5 separate regions of the Mus musculus genome follow, and regions 2, 3, 4 and 5 are each linked to region 1. A link is a contact called in public ChIA-PET, Hi-C, HiChIP or PLAC-seq and promoter capture Hi-C data. All regions are on one chromosome and are shown on one strand. The core of a region is the stretch at or near the end of the contact, and the rest is flanking DNA. Distances in the headings are between cores, read along the strand shown.

Region 1 (2,700 bases), core at 79-2,578:
GATTTCATGATTTTTCTTTGTGGAAAATAGGATCTGTGGCGTTGCCCAGACAAGTCACTAGAATCTTCTCCCCTGCATCGCTGCTCTAAAATCTACAGAAATCTGTTTCTTCAGTTTATCACTTGAGCTACATAACTGCCTTTCTTCCGAACTCATTCACCGAATTGGATTTTTTAGCAAAACCCAATGGTTTCTTGTCCGACTTGCTTATCTTCTAATGCAGTCCACTTTCAGAAAGGCCGAGATCACTGGGCTTGCTTTTGAAATTACCAAAGTAGTTTCCTCTTTCACCCAGAACTTAGGGTGTGGTTTCATGCAGGAAAGAGAGAGAGAGAAAGAAAGAGAGAAAGGGGGAGGGAGGGAAGGAGGGAGGGAGGGAGCTTTTGTCGTCAGGGGTGGGGATGGGGGTAGGGGTGTGTGGATGTGTTTTGTGGCTCTCCCGGGTCTGCAAGAGTTTCTTTCTAAGGAGAACTCTCCACACTTCCCCAACAATCACAAGAACGGTTATTCTCAAAGTTGGTTTAAAACTTCGGACAATGAATGAGCTTAGCGCTCTTGGAGTCTGGAGTCAATCTCAACTAACGGTTTTCCTGAACCGCTAGACGATCTCACCCTCAGGGCTCCATGAGTCATATCCACTGACTCAGCGACCCCACCCCGTCCCCTGGGCTTTACTCCAGAGGCAGTGGCTCCTAATCCTCTCTAGTTGAACTGAGTCCGTTAGATCAGGGGATATGACCACGTCAAACAAGCCCTCTGCAAAGGTCTTGAGCCAGATATCTTGGGCTGTGTGCTTCTCCACCCCCAATCTCGGGCCCTCTTTGTTTCTCTCTCCCCGGCTTCCGATCTGCAGGACTGCTTTTGCAGGCTCTTCCTGCTCCTCCGCTCTCGGATCTCCCCACCCACCCAGTCCCAGAAGACCGCAGATCTGCGACTGCGACCACGCCCCTCCTACCAGCGCGCCTAGTCCCACGCCCCTTTGGCCCAGTGCCAGGGATCGCTTTACTCAACTTTCCAGAGCCCCCCTTCCTTCCCCCATGAATCCTTCCCGCGATCCCTTCTTTCTCAGCACCCAAGGGTGAGTAGAGAGTTCGGGTGATCACCAGGAAAGCCCCTGAAAGGCCTAGCACTTCCAATTAGTAACAGGACTGTGCTTGATACCCTACAGCCCTGGAGGAAGGCTCGAGGGGAGCTCCCTCCCCCACCCCCCTTCCTCACTTCTTTCCGGGTCCCCATTGGCTGGCTCGCTCGGCGGCTAGGATGGCAGTGGGAGGGGACCCTCTTTCCTAACAGTGTTATAAAAGCAGCGCCCTTGGCGTTGTCCAGTCCTCTGCCACTCTTGCTCCGGGACCCCAGAGACCCCAGCGCTCCTACGATTCACAGCCACCGCGCCCTCATTCCCTTGTTGCAGTTTTTCCAGCCGCAGCAAGCCAGCCCACCTTCGAAGCCATGTCTACCAGGTCTGTGTCCTCGTCCTCCTACCGCAGGATGTTCGGTGGCTCCGGCACATCGAGCCGGCCCAGCTCCAACCGGAGCTATGTGACCACGTCCACACGCACCTACAGTCTGGGCAGCGCACTGCGCCCCAGCACTAGCCGCAGCCTCTATTCCTCATCCCCCGGTGGCGCCTATGTGACCCGGTCCTCGGCAGTGCGCCTGCGGAGCAGCGTGCCGGGCGTGCGGCTGCTTCAAGACTCGGTGGACTTCTCGCTGGCCGACGCCATCAACACTGAGTTCAAGAACACCCGCACCAACGAGAAGGTAGAACTGCAGGAGCTGAATGACCGCTTTGCCAACTACATCGACAAGGTGCGCTTCCTCGAGCAGCAGAACAAAATCCTGCTGGCTGAGCTCGAGCAGCTCAAGGGCCAGGGCAAGTCGCGCCTGGGCGACCTGTACGAGGAGGAGATGCGGGAGCTGCGCCGGCAGGTGGATCAGCTCACCAACGACAAGGCCCGTGTCGAGGTGGAGCGGGACAACCTGGCCGAGGACATCATGCGGCTGCGAGAGAAGTAAGGCCTGACCTACGCGAGTGGTGGGGTGTGGGAGGGAGGGGAGTCCTGGGCCTTGCACTGGGGCTGCCACGCCCTTGGGGATGTGGCTGGGGTGGCGGTTGTCTGGAGGATAGCAGAGGAAGCGGGCCCCACCCTGAACCTAAACTTTGCAGTGAACATTTCTCTTTTCGCCTCACTCAAGCACTTCCATTGAACTTTTTAGAAAGTTTCTTAGGTCCTTCTTCTGGGCTTACAGTTACCAGACAGGAGGAAAGAATGGGTGTGAAGGGTTCCAGACAAAGAGATGGCAAAGGCATCTGGGATATTGGGACAGGGGATTGGCTGTAATTGTAAGGGAAGGGCAGTGATTGTCTTTTCCAGTGTGCCCCAACTCCAGCTAACACCTGCAGAGAGCTGCCACCTCGACAAGTTGCAGTAACTACTGTGGGTGGAGGTGTCACAGCAGCTCTGGACTCAAGGCTTGGCGGCATTTGTGGTTGGGTGTGGCCGCCCCGCCCCTGGCGGTTTTCCAGTTCCCCTTTGATTAATGTGCTGCTGCTTCAGATTGCAGGAGGAGATGCTCCAGAGAGAGGAAGCCGAAAGCACCCTGCAGTCATTCAGACAGGTTTGTAGACTTCTTTTTCACATGCAGCCAGCAGCCCAATGGAGCCAACCCGCGAGCGGTTCTAAAAGTTACTTCCCTTAG
Region 2 (2,700 bases), core at 42-2,541, 660 kb after region 1:
AATTCAAGGCCAGCCTGCGCTACAAACGCAAGACTGTTTCGGTGTTCCTGTGATAAGTCAGTTACGCAGTGATTGAAAAGGAAACGTTTGCAGCCTCTCACCAGTTGTGGGAGAATTTTCTTTGTCAGTTAAGCCTTGATAGAATGAAAAAGAACGGTGGGTCCCTTCTCAGAATCTTCCTAATTTAGGCTTTTTAAAAAGAAAATTCTTGAGAGAAACCACAGCTTATTGGGAAATGAGTGTGTACCTGCCTCAGCGTGGATGGGTCTGAACAGCTTTTCACTTGAAGGTAAACCATCTGTTTACAACTTCTAAGTCGCCAGTGTTTCCAGAGCTTCTTTTTGAAACGATGACATTTCCCACGCTCCAGTTTCAGGTCTTCCCTGACTAACCACAAATATCCATTTCTAAATATTCTTAATTCTTGTTGAACGTCTGGAAAAAAAAAATCAGTGTTTAGGTGGGTTGTGTGGTGCTTTGTGAACGACCCTGCAAAATCATGAAGACGAAACCCCACTGTCATCGAATCAACAAGCAACTTTTGGACTCAAGCCAGGCTTTCTTTTGCAAGAGAGAGAGAGAGGTCTTCCCTTTTTCAAACTCTGAGGACTGTAATGGTTGAGGCCTGGCAGCGAACCGACAACAAAGCTATTGCCACTATTTCCTCTGGCTTTCTAAGGAAAGCTGCTAGAACTTTCTATCCCTGGGCTTCATTGAGGTTGTCTTAAAATTAACTTCTGTCATTTTCCTTCTAGAGACAGGGGCAAAACTCTACGTGAACCATACCTTTGATCCTTTCCAAGGAGTGTGTGTGTGTGTGTGTGTGTGTGTGTGTGTGTGTGTGTGTGTGTGTGTTGGTGCTCGGGCTCTAAGCCTGAGCAGGAAGAGCTTCTGATGCTTTCCAGCGAGTGTCCTCCCTTTCTGACTGTAGAATTGTGGGTGAGAGCCTCCACAGCTGCCTCCTGGAGACTTTTTCCCACCCAGATAATGGCCTCCGTTTGGTTACTGCCCAGCACCTGTGGAGAGCTCAGCAGGGCTGCCTCTCCCTGCTGCTCATGGCCTGGGTCCTCACTTCTCCCCACTTCCTGCGTTTTCTCCTCTCCTACACATGTTCCTCTCTCCCCTTCCTCCTGTGCCTTAGCTTACGAAGCAAAGTTGTAACTTTGAATTCCTGTTTTTCTAACCGCCCCCATGTGACAGGATATCTCTCAATTGGAGGGTTTTCCTAAATTCAGGAGTCCTTTAAAAGGGACAGCTTCCTCTGTCCTCCTTTTCAGTCAGGCAGCTCCCAGACCTTGGACTGAGCAAAGGGGCAACCTGGGGACCTGGTTGTATTCTTTGCCTTTCCCAGTCTCCCTCTTCTCCCTCATTGGAAGATCCACTCTGGGCCATGAGGCTTCTCCTGCTTCTGGCTTTTATCTCTGTCATCCCTGTCTCTGTTCAGCTATTGGGTAAGTCTGTTTTGAGGTGGGGGCTTTGCATACCATTTTGTTTGAAGTTTATGCTAAAAGTCCTGTGTACATCTGGAAGAGGAATTGAGCGATCTGTGTTTTTACCTGACCTTCATCAAGCTTGCACTTGGCTTTGACCTGAACACACCAGGGTGGGAGTTGAGCTAGAGTCAGGCGATGCTGTTGCTCTCTGTTGTTAGATGTTGTCCAAGATGAAGCCCCCCAGCACCTCCGTCCTCCTGAGGACATCATGTCTGGGTATTTCTACCTGGTTTGTGCAATGCCTTCTTGTTTTGTTGCTTGCCCTAGTTCTAGTTTCCAGTTTATGCCGTTGCTATCCTACTCCCAATAGATAGCGCTGAGTATCTCGGGTGGGGAAAGAGGAACTTGCAGCCCCTCGTCCTAGATGCAAATTGATAAGGAGAGGACGCGGGGATTCTCACACTCGACTTTTCCCGTGAGCCGTTTCATTCATAATTTCTATTGCTAGAAAGTCCGCCCTTTTCTGCTTCCAGAATTGTTCATATTGTCTCACAGGTGGATGTGTTCGATGCTGAAGTCTGAAAGTGGTTGATATGTCCGTAGGAACAGATCAGGGCTCTTTAGATGCGCAAGGGCATTGCTGAGTCAGCGTTTCTCTGGATTCTTAAGCACCAGTATGGAAGGGACTGGGAGAGTTTGCACTCCCAGGTCTATTTCGAGACTATTTTGGCTTTTCAACACCCTTCACTTCCATCAGACAACTAAAGCCTGCTGGACACAGTTCGTACCCTTGGTCTTAGCCGAAGTCCTGTGGTGACGCTGATGCCAGGAAATTCTCTAGGGAACTGTATGATAAAGATTTTCTCAGTTTTCTTAGGAATGTTTCCCTCCTTGAGACAGCAGGATGCCTCCCTAATGCCGTTCTCTTCGTGACTACAAATACTGGGACAGAGTGTGAGGTCTTGTGGGTCACTTGGTGGACCCAGTTACAGGGACACAAAATGTGAGGTCTTTCAGCTCTCTCTAGAGAGTAAAAGGCGAATATAAATGGGCACAGGAGAGTCCCTTCCAGATCCAGATGTCTTTGTGTTACTTGAGAACCTGTGATTTCTCAGCTCCTCACTGGGGGTTGGATTCTAGACTTGTAATCTGTGGTAGATCCACACCCTCAGACTCTTTTTACCATTTATTTATTTCAAAACAATGTTTTATTATGCTTATTGCATTTTGGTGTGAGTGTGCCATAGAAGTTCATGTGGACGTCAGA
Region 3 (2,700 bases), core at 163-2,662, 650 kb before region 1:
CAATATTCAAGTCTCCCAGGACGCAAAGGCAAGACTTACTCATGGGAGGGCATTCTGCTCTTCCTAACTTCCACATTTATTCTCCCCCTCTCTTAGTTTGAGACCCTATGTTTATTCTAGGATTTACCTAGCTAAATTTTTCTCAATATCTGCCCCTTACTAACCCCCTTATCAAGGGCTTCTCCTACTGTAGCATTGCTTAAAAAGAGAAGTAATCGAGGAAAGAAAGAGAAGGGAACTGTGTAACTTTCCTTCTTTCTTTCCTTCTGACTTAAATAAAAGTATTTTCTGCCTTCCAATCAAAGCTCCCTAAGAAGATATGGTACCATGGTTGATATAAACTAAACTGCAGTTTAGTCCTGGCCTAGAACTTGAAGAGCCTTCTCTAAGTCTGTTTCCTTGTCTGTAATCAGAGAAAAACTGCCTGCAGACTGGCTTCGCAGATAAAGGTGATTTGCCCATCTGAATTCCATCCCAGAACCCATATAGTGAAAGAAATTCCGAGGAAAACCGTTTTCACCTACACACAATACAATGTAACAACCTTTAAACAAGTAAAACTCTATTTTTAAACGTTAAGCAGAAACAGGTTGGTTTCCAAGTGTAACAGAACTGCCTTCATAAGCCATTGATTCTTAGCTCTAAACCTGTCTTCCTTAGAAATGACTGCTCTAAGTTCTTCCTCTTCCTCGGATTTCAGATTAAAATGAAATGGGAGTTCAATGCAGACAGGTAAGACTTTGTATGGTGACAGCGGCTCCTAAGACCATGATTTGCAGACTAGTGCATATTGACTGAGCTTGGTTCAGTGATGCCAAGTAGTAGGGCTGCTTCATGTGGTCTAGTACAGCACTCAAGTTTTAAATGCAGCAAGCAGGTCCAGGAAAACGAAAAAAAAAAACCAAAACAAAACAATCAACAAAAGAGAGAAAGCCAGAATTCCCTGTGTTAATCATAGGGATACAAAACGCAGCATGACATCAAATTGGCAGTGCTTGTCTTGGAGGACACAGGAAAAAAAAATTACTCAAGGAGTCTGTAATTGAGACCTGGGCAAAATCCAGTAGCTTACTTTCTCCTTGGGGATTTCACATCAGCTGAGCCAAAGAGAAATGGGATAATTAGGATGTAGACTGGGTGGGCTCTTAACTCAGCCTCTGAGAGCAGTTTAGCTGCAAACTTCAGGCTTGCTCCTGAGTAGGGCCTCCAGCTGGTGGGAGTTCAGCCTGGACTTAAAATCCTCCCTGTCAGAGCAGAAACCTAATGGGCGGGGTTTCAGAGCTGGCGCGGGCTCACAGGGAGTGGTTTTAAATCTGAGTGGGAGTGACTTAGGGTCAGTGGGCGGGGAAAAGGCTAGTGGACATGCAAAGTGGGAGGATCGGAGGGAGGGGACGGCGGCAGGGTGAGGCGATGATGCGGTGGGGGTGGGGGTGGAAGAGAGAGACAACTTCCCAAAGGGAGGGGAAGCCGACCTAGCTCAAGTCAAGTTCCCAGGGGGAGAAGGCGGCGCACAGCGCGGAATGAAGGAAGCCCCGGAGCTGGTTAAGTAGCTGTGGACCTGGTAGGAAAGGTGAGGACTTAGGCCTGGAACTCAGGGCTTGTCCTGCAAGCAGCCACGTGGAGCGGCACCCTGGGAAAGGGGAAGCGGCCCTGCCACCTTTCTCTGGAGGTCCCGGAGTTGCAAAGACCATGGGGCCTGGCTTCAGGAGCCTTGGAGAACTGACTTGGGCTCAGAGGGCGCTGACCTTCCCCCAACCTCAGGTCTCCCAAAGTCTGATTTGAAAGCTCGAGGCCCTGAGCAGGTCCCGTGCTGTACTTGCTCGGTTCTGTCTGACTGCTGAACTCTAGGGACCTGTTGCAGTAGCTTTGCTCTCCCTACATGGGCTGAAATGGAAGGTGGAGGCATCTGTTCCCTGCTCCGGTTTCTTTAACAAACTTCAACAGCAGAATCCACTTTCTCCTGGATTGTTTACCTTCTTGTAGCTGTATTGCAACACTTAAATGTGACTCCTTAGATATCTGAGCAAAGTTTATACGCCCTGATTCTGAGTGGTGGCTGTAAAGATGCCTTAGATATAGTGATACCTGCCAGGGCAGACATCTTCAAATCTCCTCCGACATGGAGTGACTAACAAGCGTTTACTTTTTGTACTCAAGGATACTGCTTTCGTTGCGACAAAGAAAGAATGAGTGGTCCCGGGGACTAGACAACCACTTGGACCATTCCATTTTAGTTTACATAGACAGAAGGGATGGATGGATGTCCAACAGTATCCTTGAGGCCTGGTGCCATTCTATAAATAATGAATTCACGCCAAAAAAAAAAAAAAAAGAAAGAAAAGAAAAAGGAAAGGGAAGAAGAGAGGAGACAAGGAGGGAGAGGGGGAAAGAGAGAGAGAAAGAGAGAGAATCGCAGTGCGCACCGAAAAGAAAAAGATCAGACTATTTCTGACTATCAATCAGTCAGATGACAATTTTCAAAAGGATAATTTGAACACCAGATTCTGCTAGTGTGTCTTTATGAAATTATGATTTTATTTATGGAGGCTGGATGTTACTTTAAAATTATCAAAGTAACTGAAACATAGTATATGTAGTTTTGGAGTCAAAGAGGAAACAGATTTTATTTCTGTTCCTGGTTCCTGAATCCTAGGGATGTCCAAGTACTTATTTTTTGAAATTTACCTAAACTCTAAAGTC
Region 4 (2,700 bases), core at 4-2,503, 560 kb after region 1:
AAGTGAATCATAAAGCATTAGAATTTGTAACTGCTTTTTAAAAATGAATTTGGATTGATAAAGGTTATTTTTATAAAAGACTTTAAATTTTATTGCTGTAGTCTTTTTAAATAGCCCAAATTTACTTATCCACATTCTGAGATTGAAAACTCCAAGCTCTGGCAGATTTGGAAAATGGTGAGGGCTCTTTCTGGTTGAGACACAGCTGTGTTCTTACCATGCTTTCACATGTAGCAGCAGGAGCAAAGAAGAGATCAGGACTCTTATAAGGTCACCAGTTCCATTGAAGAAAGTTCTGCCTTCATGAATTAGTCACCTTCCAAACTCCCCCTTCTGACACTGACAAGATTTCAGCACGTGGATTTTAGGAAGATAGACATTCAGACCATTAATATTTTCATAAAGCAGACAAACTGATGTAAAACTTGGGCTCGTTAGCTAGCATTGCAATGTGGTCATTAATTCTTTGGAAAAGTGTTGATTAAACACTTGCTGACTTTTTCCACGGAAGGCACGGGGACAGTTTTGTTTCAAGTTATATGCTATGGGTAGCGTGAGAGATCTCTTACATAGAAGCCCAGGTGACTCCTGACACTCAAGGCAGTACGCCTAAGGGCCTCTTTTGGGGAAAAGAGTCCATAGTTTTTGTTTGTTCTGTTTTTTGTGGTTTTGAAGTTGAGAATGATGCAAGCTTTGTTTACTTTTGAAAGATAATGCATCAGATCTGCACTTCTTCTAACATTCTGAAGGAAATAAACAATATTAAACATTTCTCATTGAAAATAAATAATACCCTGTTTGATTTGCTCTGATAACCAGTGTCAAAGCTGGAAAGGAGAAGTGTATAAGGCCCATGGCATTAACGGCTGAAATAGAGTATTTGATTCTGAGAAAATAAAACCCATGGCAGGGAAACTGCCTACAGTCAGGAGCTCAGTAGGGATTGGCATATGAAGGTTTACATATAAACATTACACGTGTGATTTGACAAACTGAAACATTTTTTAGGTTCTTATTTATGAGAACAGCAACAAAAGACAGACAACTAAAATCCACATTCGAAACTCTGCTGTATTGTTAGGAATCCATGCGAGACCATAATAGTACCAGGAAAGCATGGCGGATTATAATCGTTACACTGTTCCTAGCTTTTTATTGCTTCTCCGAAGATTTACTGACCTTGTGAGGGAAAGAACTGCAGCTATAAAAGCTTCTGTGGGTGAGGCTCACTTCCTGTTTGCCTTAGAACCTCACTAACGGATGGTGGGTGCCGCAGGAGCTCCTCACTCGCTGTTTGCGAGAAGAGACTGCTCTCTCCTTTACTGGATTGCGGTGATAGTGCAGGATAAATGCTAGGACTACAGAATAAGCCCTTCTTAATGATGAAACACTCTTTTCCTGTTTGTCACAGTGATCCCAACTGGTGGAAAGGTGAAACCCATCAAGGCGTGGGGCTTTTTCCTTCTAATTTTGTAACTGCAGATCTTACTGCTGAACCAGAAATGAGTAAGTACTTTTCAGTCTGTTGGTAGATGGTAGATTATCCATAATCTTGATGAAAGTTGAGTAAGCTCAACTTTATAGGGAAATGACTTAAGTGTTTTGCCTCTAGGTTTTTTTAACAATGAAATTCCAAGGTGCACATTATGGTGCGTGCTTGTAATCCCAACACTCCTGCAGTTCCAGGATATGAAGGAGTGGTGCTACACAGCCAAGTGATGGCTACTCAGAGCTACGCAATCACACTTTGTTTCTAAAAGTCAAATAAAGATCCTTACTAGAAATAATCTACGTCTGCCAGAATTTGTTCTCTCTCCTTCTGAATAGGTGCCATAAAAGGCACAAATACACGAAGCAGTCTTGTACTGTGAATTCTTTTCTCATCCCCGAGAAAGCGTGGCAAATGCAGTGCAGCATTACAGACTCTGTTTCCTGAGTGTTTCTGCTGTCCAGTCTTAGACTTTTCAGTACAGCCCGTAAACCACTTTATGGCCACACTCTGTCAGATTTGCAGAAACTAGGTAAAATCTTATATAATCAGTCACATAAAGACTTTTGTGTTTGATTTCAAACCTTGCTAAATTGAAAACAAAACAAATGTGATCGTAGAGAAGTAGTACTGGCAGCTGTAATGTAAGTAGGAGATAACATTGCCAGGGCCCTTTAATAGTGCTGTGTCCTGTCTCTAGAGTCTGTACATAGTTGTGCTGTGATAAATCTTCATATTAAGAATCATTTGACAAACGGGAAGTGTGGAAAGACTTCGGTTAGTGACTGAAAGGTTCAGGATCTTAAAAGAACTTTTATATATAAATTCCTAATCTGTGCTCATCTGCCAGGATCTCTCACTTTTTCTTTCTGTAAAATAGGTAGAAAGATTCAAAATTAGTTAAATGCCACAAGGTCTGTTATTCCTCTTTAGTTGACAAAAAATTTAAGGAAGAATCTTTGTTGTAGCTGTTTTGCACCTGGTACTGAATCTTAACCACAATATATACTGTATACATCTTCTTAGAATATATGGCGTGGACATGCATGTTAACAGTGAAGAAGAGCCTTTACTAGCAAGTCTGAAATTGTGGACCTTTAAAATGGTCCTTTCTCATTGCTACCAAGTTGTCCTATTTCACTTTTGTAGAGGTAGATCCTGATACCCATCTTTTTCTCTGTGTAGCCTTTGCTGTCCTGTAACTCACTCTG
Region 5 (2,700 bases), core at 182-2,681, 720 kb after region 1:
TTCCCAAGTTGTTTCCATTGTTCATTTTGGCAAAGGCTGGTCGTTCAGTTAGTCACATTTTATAAGACTTTTTCTTCTCTAATTATTTTTCTGTAGCCTGTGTAATAGATGAAAAGCTTCCAACAACTTACTGAAATATCATCCCTTAAGAACAGGCTGTAAATTTAGGAAATTGCGACTACCGACTGAGATATGGAAGTTTCTTGCTAACTTTTTCCTACATATAAATCCCATTGCTTGTGGCCCTGGATTCATTCTATTTAATGGGAATAAAGGAAATGTTATAAAAACCAATTCCCTACTCTAGTCTGCTTAAAAGTTTCCATGTAATAAAAGCTGTTTCTTTCTCACCCATGTCCATAAAATGTGCTTCCATAGCTAAAAGTAAAAAGCAAATGAATGAAGAATCCAAACAGCCCCTCTTTTTCCTTTCCCAATTTGAATTTGCACTGGTGTGGTATACGTGGTTAATATCTGCAGCCTAATGTGGTGTTCGTGGTATATCTGCAGCCTAATGTGGTATACGTGGTATATCTGCAGCCTAATGTGGTATACGTGGTATATCTGCAGCCTAATGTGGTGTTTCTAGCACAGCATAGCAACCTGGTGTTGTGGTTCAGATCAAGTGTGATGTTTCCACCATAGGTTTCCTATGAAAATTGGGCTTACGGTGAACCAAATAATTACCAAAATGTTGAATATTGTGGTGAGCTGAAAGGTGACCCTGGCATGTCCTGGAATGATATCAACTGTGAACACCTCAACAACTGGATTTGTCAGATACAAAAAGGTACAAATCTGTCCCCTCTTTTTCTTACATTACAGAGCTAGCCTTCTGATACCCCAATTTGTTTCCTCCATTGGCACAAACAAACAAAAATACCAGCATCAGGGAACTGTGGGGCCCTTATTTCACAGGATAAGAATGGGGACGTTGGAAACAGATAAGTGTTCCAAAGGAACAGAAGATCAAAAGGCCACCAAGAATCCTGGATTAGAGTCACGTCCTTAAAAACATTCCCATCAGCAGCCGGGACTCTGGCCATCCACTGCAGCTGCAGGGGCTAATGGGAGACCTGCCCTTTAGTGCTGTAGAAAGGCAATGCAGTTTTGCTTTCTGGAACTTTCACCCTCTGACCTTCTATTTTATCCCTGAAACAGGTACAAGCTCCCTTCAACCTGATATTTTAATATCCATAACACAGAACCAGCAGTATAGGGAAGGCCGTGGTGTTGTGGGACTCACATGATATTATTTATGATATCTTGGAAATTAGAGCAAAGACAGGTTAGGCATTGTGGTCAGAGGAGCTGGGTTATGACACCGAGGAAACAAGCTGACCCTTGAATTAAAACATATTGACGCCATAGCAATAAGAGGATGGAACCACATTGCCCTCTGCTGTTGGGGAATCATGGCCGCTGCCCCCATTCTGCAGTTAAGAGACCCGGTACTGCCCTCTGCTGGCTGGATGCACATGTTTCCACATTCTGGATTAGTATCCTTTTGAATTTAAATTTAAAAACAGTCTCCTGCTGCCTGCCAGTGACTCACTGTGGCCTCTTTATGTTGTTAGTAGCTTTGTTTTACTCTGGCAGATAGAAAATATGTTACAGGTCGCCATCTTGGTTCCGGGACTCAGCAGAACTTAGGAAATTAGTCTGAACAGGTCAGAGGGTGCGCCAGAGAACCGGACAGCTTCTGGGACGGGCGGAAGCACAGAGCTGCTGAGGCAGCAGCCTGGGCGGGCCGCAGACAACCGGCCACCATCCGGACCAGAGGACAGGTGTCCACCTGGCTTGGGAGGCGGCCTCAGCCTCAGCAGCAGCGGTCGCCATCTGGGTTCCGGGACTCCGCGGGACCTAGGAAATTAGTCTGAACAGGTTAGAGGGTGCACCAGAGAACCGGATAGCTTCTGGGACGGGCGGAAGCACAGAGCTGCTGAGGCAGCAGCCTGGGCGGGCCGCAGACAACCGGCCACCATCCGGACCAGAGGACAGGTGTCCGCCTGGCTTGGGAGGCAGCCTCAGCCTCAGCAGCAGCGGTCGCCATCTTGGTTCCGGGACTCAGCAGAACTTAGGAAATTAGTCTGAACAGGTTAGAGGGTGCGCCAGAGAACCGGACAGCTTCTGGGACGGGCAGAAGCACAGAGCCGCTGAGGCAGCACTCTTGGCGGGCCACAGGCAGCCGGCCACCGTCCGGACCAGAGGACAGGTGTCCGCCTGGCTCGGGAGACGGCCTCAGCCTCAGGAGCAGCGGTCACCATCTTGGTTCCAGGACTCCCTGGAACTTAGGAATTTAGTCTGCACAGGTGAGAGTCTGCACCACAGAAGCTGACAGCTTCTGGGAACTGCCAAAGCAACACAGCTTCTGAGAGAGGCCCTGTTTTGGGCCTTCTTCTTCGACCAGGAGGAGGTCCAAAAACAAGATATCTGCGCACCTTCCCTGTAAGAGAGCTTGCCAGCAGAGAGTGCTCTGAGCACTGAAACTCAGAGGAGAGAATCTGTCTCCCAGGTCTGCTGAGAGACGGTAACAGAATCACCAGAAGAACAATCTCTAAACAGAGTCAACTATAACTACTAACTCCAGAGATTACCAGATGGCGAAAGGTAAACGTAGGAATCCTACTAACAGGAACCAAGACCACTCACCATCATCAGAACCCAGCACTCCCACTTCACCCAGTCCAGGGCACCCCA

The links. Promoter capture Hi-C pulls out the DNA fragments that hold promoters and counts their contacts. A called contact is a pair of places that touch in the nucleus more often than the background predicts. ChIA-PET counts read pairs in DNA pulled down with a chosen protein or histone mark. HiChIP or PLAC-seq counts read pairs in DNA pulled down with a chosen protein or histone mark.
Region 2: a contact with region 1 is called in a promoter capture Hi-C map of pre-B cells, with 3 times the contacts expected there. The contact joins the promoter of Mrc1 here to the promoter of Vim in region 1. A contact is called at or near these places in 4 of 39 promoter capture datasets (hippocampal neurons, liver and pre-B cells) and 1 of 115 datasets of contacts at active chromatin or transcription factors (bone marrow-derived macrophages).
Region 3: a contact with region 1 is called in a Hi-C map of B cells, with 9 read pairs. The contact joins the promoter of Pter here to the promoter of Vim in region 1. A contact is called at or near these places in 4 of 484 Hi-C or Micro-C datasets (B cells, embryonic stem cells and uterus).
Region 4: a contact with region 1 is called in an RNA polymerase II ChIA-PET map of memory CD8 T cells, with 14 read pairs. The contact joins the enhancer-like site here to the promoter of Vim in region 1. A contact is called at or near these places in 1 of 484 Hi-C or Micro-C datasets (LSK cells) and 4 of 115 datasets of contacts at active chromatin or transcription factors (astrocytes, embryonic limb bud, large pre-B cells and 1 more).
Region 5: an H3K4me3 HiChIP or PLAC-seq map of pro-B cells shows a contact between it and region 1, with 4 times the contacts expected there. The contact joins the enhancer-like site here to the promoter of Vim in region 1. A contact is called at or near these places in 3 of 39 promoter capture datasets (hippocampal neurons, liver and pre-B cells) and 7 of 115 datasets of contacts at active chromatin or transcription factors (the NIH/3T3 cell line, T-cell acute lymphoblastic leukemia, astrocytes and 3 more).

Annotation. Positions count from the first base shown.
Region 1 is chr2:13,572,983-13,575,682 of GRCm38.p6, forward strand. Vim (vimentin) reads left to right here and starts at 1,329. Exons shown (of 9, transcript NM_011701.4): 1 at 1,329-2,012; 2 at 2,559-2,619. The coding sequence starts at 1,450.
Region 2 is chr2:14,228,123-14,230,822 of GRCm38.p6, forward strand. Mrc1 (mannose receptor, C type 1) reads left to right here and starts at 1,292. Exons shown (of 30, transcript NM_008625.2): 1 at 1,292-1,451. The coding sequence starts at 1,391.
Region 3 is chr2:12,922,629-12,925,328 of GRCm38.p6, forward strand. It overlaps Pter (phosphotriesterase related), which reads left to right and starts at 1,413. Exons shown (of 6, transcript NM_001305437.1): 1 at 1,413-1,570.
Region 4 is chr2:14,129,613-14,132,312 of GRCm38.p6, forward strand. Stam (signal transducing adaptor molecule (SH3 domain and ITAM motif) 1) reads left to right here. Exons shown (of 14, transcript NM_011484.3): 8 at 1,412-1,506. Among named protein-coding and RNA genes, the nearest start is that of Tmem236, 44 kb to the right of the region's middle. Within about 2 kb of position 1,254, at least 99 of the 459 cell types and tissues checked have an H3K27ac peak or open chromatin away from gene starts, as enhancers often do. A contact at or near this core is called in LSK cells and memory CD8 T cells, where this site is marked.
Region 5 is chr2:14,294,155-14,296,854 of GRCm38.p6, forward strand. It overlaps Mrc1 (mannose receptor, C type 1), which reads left to right. Exons shown (of 30, transcript NM_008625.2): 15 at 646-790. Among named protein-coding and RNA genes, the nearest start is that of Mir511, 35 kb to the left of the region's middle. Within about 2 kb of position 1,432, at least 15 of the 459 cell types and tissues checked have an H3K27ac peak or open chromatin away from gene starts, as enhancers often do. A contact at or near this core is called in embryonic stem cells and pro-B cells, where this site is marked.